Linked DNA regions of Sus scrofa: region 2 is linked to region 1. Evidence: chromatin contacts called from public HiChIP or PLAC-seq data. All regions are on one chromosome and are shown on one strand. Each heading gives the region's core, a stretch centred on a gene start, on an enhancer-like site or on the middle of the called end of the contact. The rest is flanking DNA. Distances are from core to core; before and after follow the strand shown. Region 1 holds the start of MAN2C1 (alpha-mannosidase 2C1). Region 2 holds the start of PTPN9 (tyrosine-protein phosphatase non-receptor type 9).

Evidence for each region. HiChIP or PLAC-seq counts read pairs in DNA pulled down with a chosen protein or histone mark.
Region 2: an H3K27ac HiChIP or PLAC-seq map of alveolar macrophages shows a contact between it and region 1. The contact joins the promoter of PTPN9 here to the promoter of MAN2C1 in region 1. A contact is called at or near these places in 1 of 5 promoter capture datasets (fetal liver) and 2 of 2 datasets of contacts at active chromatin or transcription factors (alveolar macrophages and skeletal muscle).

Annotation. Positions count from the first base shown.
Region 1 is chr7:58,245,984-58,249,067 of Sscrofa11.1, reverse strand. MAN2C1 (alpha-mannosidase 2C1) reads right to left here and starts at 1,804. Exons shown (of 26, transcript XM_005666137.2): 1 at 241-1,804. The coding sequence starts at 341. It overlaps SIN3A (paired amphipathic helix protein Sin3a), which reads right to left. Exons shown (of 23, transcript XM_021099023.1): 23 at 2,942-3,084.
Region 2 is chr7:58,076,635-58,079,916 of Sscrofa11.1, reverse strand. PTPN9 (tyrosine-protein phosphatase non-receptor type 9) reads right to left here and starts at 1,741. Exons shown (of 13, transcript XM_003128481.4): 1 at 965-1,741. The coding sequence starts at 1,027.

The sequences.
Region 1 (3,084 bases), core at 555-3,054:
GCGCCCACGGGCCAGCTAGCGGGTAGGGACGCGCTTCCATTTACTGCCAAGAGGGCTGCCCCACATCACACCCTCCTCACCTGACCCAGCCCTGACACCAGCGGGTACTTGTCCACTTTGCCTCTCCGCCCGGGTGGCGGCTGAAGCTTGAGGGCCTCCCCCCGCCCCCGCGCCCCGCGAAGGCTAAGATGCGTGGAGCGCGGATGTGGGAGGCTGGCGCCATGGGCAAGGGGGCCATACCTGCCCCGGAGGTTACAGTCGGTAAAGTAAACCGGCGACACGAATTTCTCCACCCGTTCCAGCGTAGTGCGCCAGTGCTTCACGGCCGGTGCCGCCGCCATGGTCGCGCGCTTACCCCTCTTCCCGGAAAGCCCCAGGTGCTGTCCGCGCCGTCCCTGGCCTGGAACCAAAGGTTCCGACTTCCAAAGGGCGCCTTCCAGGCCCCGGGCAGCTTTTCTTGGAACACCGGAGGCTCTCTGAAGCCCCGCTGCTTTTAATTTTGAGCAGGAGCTGAACGCTAAAAGCTGTGCTTCCGAGGCTCTCCCTTCTCCTCCTAGCTGGTGGCTGCCGGGCAAATCCCTCCCTAAATAAAGTGAGAAGTTTGACGCTGATTCTGCGAAAGGCCAGGGACAGAGACAGGCACGATGGCCAGGAGGTCACCCAGTCTCAAAAGCTACAAGCGGGCACCACCCTTGCCCTCTGGTCCCAGTCCAGACCTCTGGCTACCCAGGAAAACCTGCGTTCGCTTAACGTGGAAAGAGCCTGGTGCATTCAAGCCAACCAGCGGGCAGGTGTTTAATGAGGGAGGGCTCTGCACCCCAGTAACCTCAGCTTCCTCTACTACATGTTTTATTTCATGTGTAAGGGTAACTGCTGCCCATCACCAGAAACTGAAATTTTGAGATGGCAGATCACAGACGTAACAATCATGATTCTAAGAGAGTGATACATTTCCCTTCATGGGACTGACTTGTTTAGAGAAGCCATAATTCCAGAAACACCAATTTCATCCTCGTGTTAACTCTGGTTATCTAATGGCAGCGTTTTTCCCCCTCCTAGGACTACTAGAGTCCTTGTCTGTAAAACCATTAGGAAAAAAAGAATATACACAACATGAGCCCTAATGTTTTAATGGAAACACTGACCAAGTCAGGTTTACAGTATTTCAAATGCGAATAGTAGGGAAAGGTAACTAAGTACAGAATACCAAACGTGATTTAAAATATGGATATAACCCTGGAGTTCCTGATGTGGCTCACAGGGGAAACGAACCCAACTAGGAACCATGGAGTTGCGGGTTCGATCCCTGGCCTCACTCAGTGGGTTAAGGATCTGGCATTGCTGTGGGCTGTGGTGTAGGTTGCAGACATGGCTCCAATCCAGTGTTGCTGTAGTTGTGGTGTAGGCAGGCAGCTGTAGCTCCAATTGTACCCCTAGACTGGGAACTTCCATGTGCTGTGGGTACGGCCCTAAAAAGCAAAATAAATAAATAAAAATATCAACTTGCTGCTGTAAGGTAGGCTGAGTTGAGCTTGGGGCTCAGATGTCAGAAGGCAGTAGGTTTTAAAAAACTGCTTGTGGGAGTACCCACTGCAGCACAGTGGAAGCAAATCCAACTAGTATCCATGAGAATGCGGGTTTGATCCCTAGCCTTGCTCAGTGGGTTAAGGATCCGGCGTTGCAGTGAGCTGTGGTGTAGGTGGCAGGTGCAGCTTGGATCCTGTGTTGCTGTGGCTGTGTTGTAGGCCGGCAGCTTTAACTCCAATATTACCCCTAGCCCAGGAACTTCCACAGGCCGTACATGAGGCCCTAAAAAGCAAAGAAAAAAAAAAGAACAAAAAAGTACTGCTTTCTTTGTGCACTGATAAGTTGGGGTTTTCTCAACTGGCCCCGAAACCCTATCCTAACCTGCAAGCAGCTGCTCTGGGCATAACCCTATGCAGAGACAGCAACAGCTGGGGCTGCCCTGGTCAGGTCTCATCAATTTCAGTTCTAAGTCATCATGATCTTTCTTAAGCGACCAAAGGGGGACAGATAAGTTATTGCTGAGGAAACCTGAAGATCCTTCCCCACAATCACTGCCCCAGCTTCACCAGAGAATCTCCTCCCCCAAAGCTGTTTTGCCACCCTATACTTTTGGGCTCAGAGACTCCTGTAATTGTCCTGCCCCTCCACTGCCCACGCTCCACAACAAAAAAATCTAAAATCGGAAGTCTACTCTGTGTTATAAAAGTCCAGAGCCAAAATATGTGGTTTAATGATGGTGATGTTGGGGATTTTCAATTAAACAAAACCACATAAAACACTGTCAGTTACTTTACTGACATGACTAGGGTGATAATGGTTGCTGGAGAAAAATCCATCAGAGTACTGGGAGAGGCTCAGCTGGTCTTTGTTCACAAAGTCCAGGCTGACCACATATAAAAATCCTAATCACTCATATTTAAATATCTGCCAGTGAAAATTTATGTAATTAAAAAAATTATGTATATTCCATTTGCAGCTGCTAATGAAATGTATCAAATTTCCCTCAACTCCATTTATAATCACACACTTCTTTCAAATACTGGTTTGGTATTTAAGTTGTTCACCCCCATTTCCAATAGGAATAAAAAAAATAGAAGTGCAAACTACATAGCTGAACGACTTGCCTAGGTATAAAATATTTCCAAACAGTTGAAATAGGGGGAACAGTGTGTACTAAAAGAATAATTCTGTACTAAAATAAATGAATAATTCTATTTTCTTTTTATGGTCACGCTGTGGCACATGGAAGTTCCTGGATCAGGGGTCGAATTGGAGCTGCAGTTGCTGACCTATACACAGCCACGGCAATGTGGGATCCTTAACCCACTAAGCCAGGCCCAGGATTGAACCCATATCCTCATGGACAGTGTGAGGTTCTTTACCCGCTGCGCCATCAAAGGGAACTCCTGAATAATTCATTTTAAAAATCCGAGATATTTTTATTTGGGACAAATGCCAACTGACTGATATTTAAAGCAAAATCCTATTTGTATCGTAGATAAGGAACTGAAGCCCAGATCCCTGCTTCACAATAGTTTTCTGGTGAGGACAAGGGAG
Region 2 (3,282 bases), core at 492-2,991, 170 kb after region 1:
TGGTTCATCTTTTCTTATTTTAGGTGTTTTTCTGATTTTCTTGTTTTTAAACATGGAATCAGACCATGGCTAAATCTGAGCATGAGCAAGAAGAGACAGTGAAAAGACTTTAGGATTCCAATCTCGGCTAATGGACTTTCCCACCATCCTCCGGAGTGGTCCATGTCTCCCCAGCAGGAATGTGGGGGAGGGAAAGGTACATGGGCCTTGGGCTCATCCCTCACCCAAGCCCCCAAAATGACACTGCAAACCACTTCCTTCTGGGAACTGAAAGTCATAAGCTTTAAGGGACAATGGAGCTCAATGCAGACTTCAGAAAGATGGAGACAGGGAGATGAGATGGGGGAGGGAAGTGGGGGTGAGGAGATGCGCCCAGCCAAAGAAAGCTAAATAGGGCGGTCAAGGCCAGGGACTTAGGGAGCCTGGGAAGGCCTGGATCTTCTAGAATCTATCCAAGTAGGCCACAGCCCTCAAAGAAGCCCGAGGGGCTCATGTGAAAATCTAGGGCATCTATGGACTCAGTGCCTATCACTGTCCTGGGAAGGGGAGACAGTCCTCACAGGAACCGGCCCCCCAAGTGGGGCTTTTCCTGCCCTTAGAAAACCACAAACCCTCATGGAATGAAGCAAAATACGTAGAGGGGTGTAAGGCCGGAGGCAAAGTAGGTGTTCTGCAAACATTGGGGGGGGGGGGGGCAGAGGTAAAGGGAAGCTTCCCAATTCGAGAACTTTAATCACCGCCGAATAGGAGGAGAGGGCAATATGCGGCACCAGAGCAGCAAACAGGAGCGGCCGTGGGCGGGAGCAGAGGCCGGCAGCCTCCCCGCTTCGGGGGATGACGGCCTGGGGCGCGGCCGCCGGGGGGCTCGGGGGAGGCCACCGCGGACCTGGAGCCGCGAAGAGCGCGGCCGGGCTAGGCCTCGGGGGTCCGGACACACCCACCGCGCGGCCGCAGCCCCGCTTACCTGCTCCTCCTCTGGGGTCAGCTCCGGCGCCATGTCGGGCTGGGGCGCGGTCGCGGGCTCCATCCCGCCGCCGCCGCCGCCGCCGCCCGGCGGACAGAACTCGCCCGGGAGCGCAGGGAGCCCGGTGCGGTGGGCCTCCGCTTCCGCGTCCCCGCGCCTCAGCAGCCCCGGGCCGGCTTGCGCATGGCTGGGCCGGCAGGGTCCGGCGCCCGCAACGGCCGCAAACGCCGCTTCTGTTTCCTTAAGAAAAAGCTCTCCGAACTGTCGCTCTCTTCTGGGCGGAAATCCTTTTTTATTTTCTTCGTTCCTTTCCTCACACTCCCCCTCCTATCCCGGGGAAGGGGGGGGGGAATAGAGCAGGCAAGGAGCTAATCGGAATTAAAAAGGGAAATGTGGAATCAAGAAGTTTCTAAGGCCAGAGCAAGGGCCGCGGGGGAAATTTGCCGAAGGCCGCCGGCCTCCTCCGCGTCCACCTTCCTCCGCGGCGCTCCGACTCCTCCAGAAGGTGACGAGGAGTCTTCGGGGATGCGGGGCCCTGCGACCAGCGCCCCGGCCTCTCAGCCCCGTTCCTCTAAAGCCGTGTGGCGAGAGGGAGGGAGAGAGGGAGGGAGCGGGGGAAACGCGCCCCCCTCCGGGCTCACGGCCAGCCCCGCGGCCCCACCGCGTCCGCCCGAGCCCCCCGCGGCTCCATTGAGAAACTGAGCGTCTCATTCACAAACAGGCGGCGAGGAGGGCCCGGCCGAGCGCGGCCACGTCCGGGAGGGGGAGACAGAGAGGAGCCCGGGGGGCGGGGGCAGCGGAGCTCGAGCAGAGGCCCTCGGAGAGGAGGGGGCGGGGGAGGCCGGCGGGGGGGAGGGGAGATCCAGAGGAACTAGGGCGGGGGAGGGGCTCCGGCGACTCTGGACCGCGGAGAGTGAGAAAAAGGAAGAAAGGGGTGCGGGTTTCATGACGTTAAGCTCCCTGGAGGAGGAAGAGAATACATGTGTTTGAAAACTAGGTGCTAACGGGAACCTGGCCTGGGGTTACTTGCTCTACCACTTAGGTACGAGGAACCCACAACCTTCATCTATTTCCATGTCATTTGCGAACTGAAAACCCCTGGAATGGTTGCTTGTGAGGTCCAGGATGCGCAGGTGGAAGGAACAGACCCTGCTAGCTGGTTGCTCGCGGCCCCAGCTCGCTCTCTCCTTGCTGGCTGTATCCTGTAATCCATCACCAGTGTGGCTAATTTTAGTCCCTCACAAAAACAGCATCTGATTTCAAACCACTTTCAAGAATCACGGAGTTTTTGCAAGCCTTTGCTTTTCGCGAAGGCAAGTGCAGCAAAGAGCTTGGGAGTCTTACAGGATACAGTCTTGGGAGTCAGTTTGGGGGTGGAGGGGACAGAGGAAAAGGAGGACTAGGTCTGGCACGTTTTTGCATCATTCCAGACCAAAACTAAATATTCCAAAAGGGATCCAACTAACAAGTGAGTGCCACAGCTAGTTCCAAGAGCTGAAGCCTGGAGAACTCACAGAGAGAGGCCCATGGGAGGGGTCTTAAGACAACTGAGGAAGATGCTGTGAGTTCTGATGCTCCTTCTGGGACTTTAAAAGCAATTTCTGGAGTTCCCGTCTTGGCTCAGTGGTTAACGAATCCGACCAGGAACCATGAGGTTGCGGGTTTGATCCCTGGCCTTGCTCAGTGGGTTAAGGATCCCTGGCCTTGCTCAGTGGGTTAAGGATCTGGCGTTGCGGTGAGCTGTGGTGTGAAGTGAAAAAAAACAAAACTCAAATAGTGTGCATAATAGGCTGTCATCCTTATAAAGGAAAAAAAATGAGTATGTGTTTTTAAATTTATTTATATATAAAAGAGCTTTGAGGGGATACATAAGAAAGATGGTAGTGGTTGTCTCCCAGAAAGAGAGAGAACCTAAGGGAGAGAGAGACTTTTCCCTATATGGTCAATTGTACATTTTAAGTTTCTTTTAAAACTTTTTATTGAAGTATAATGTACATACAGAATAGTGACAATATGTATACAGTATGACAAATTTCATAAACTGAGCACGCCCATGTACCCAGCACATAGATCAATAAATAGGACATTCCCAACTTACCAAAGCCCTCATGTCCCCTCCAAGTAACTATTCTCATTACCACTGTCTTTGCTGCTAACAAACATTGTGTGTGTGTGTGTGTGTGTTTAAATTCTGCACGTGGACATATAACCTTTTCCCCCAAAAAAATGTTAAATAGTAACTTAAAAAAATATATAGGAGTTCCCGTTGTGGCTCAGTGGTAATGAACTCAACTAGTAGCCATGAACGTGGGTTCGAT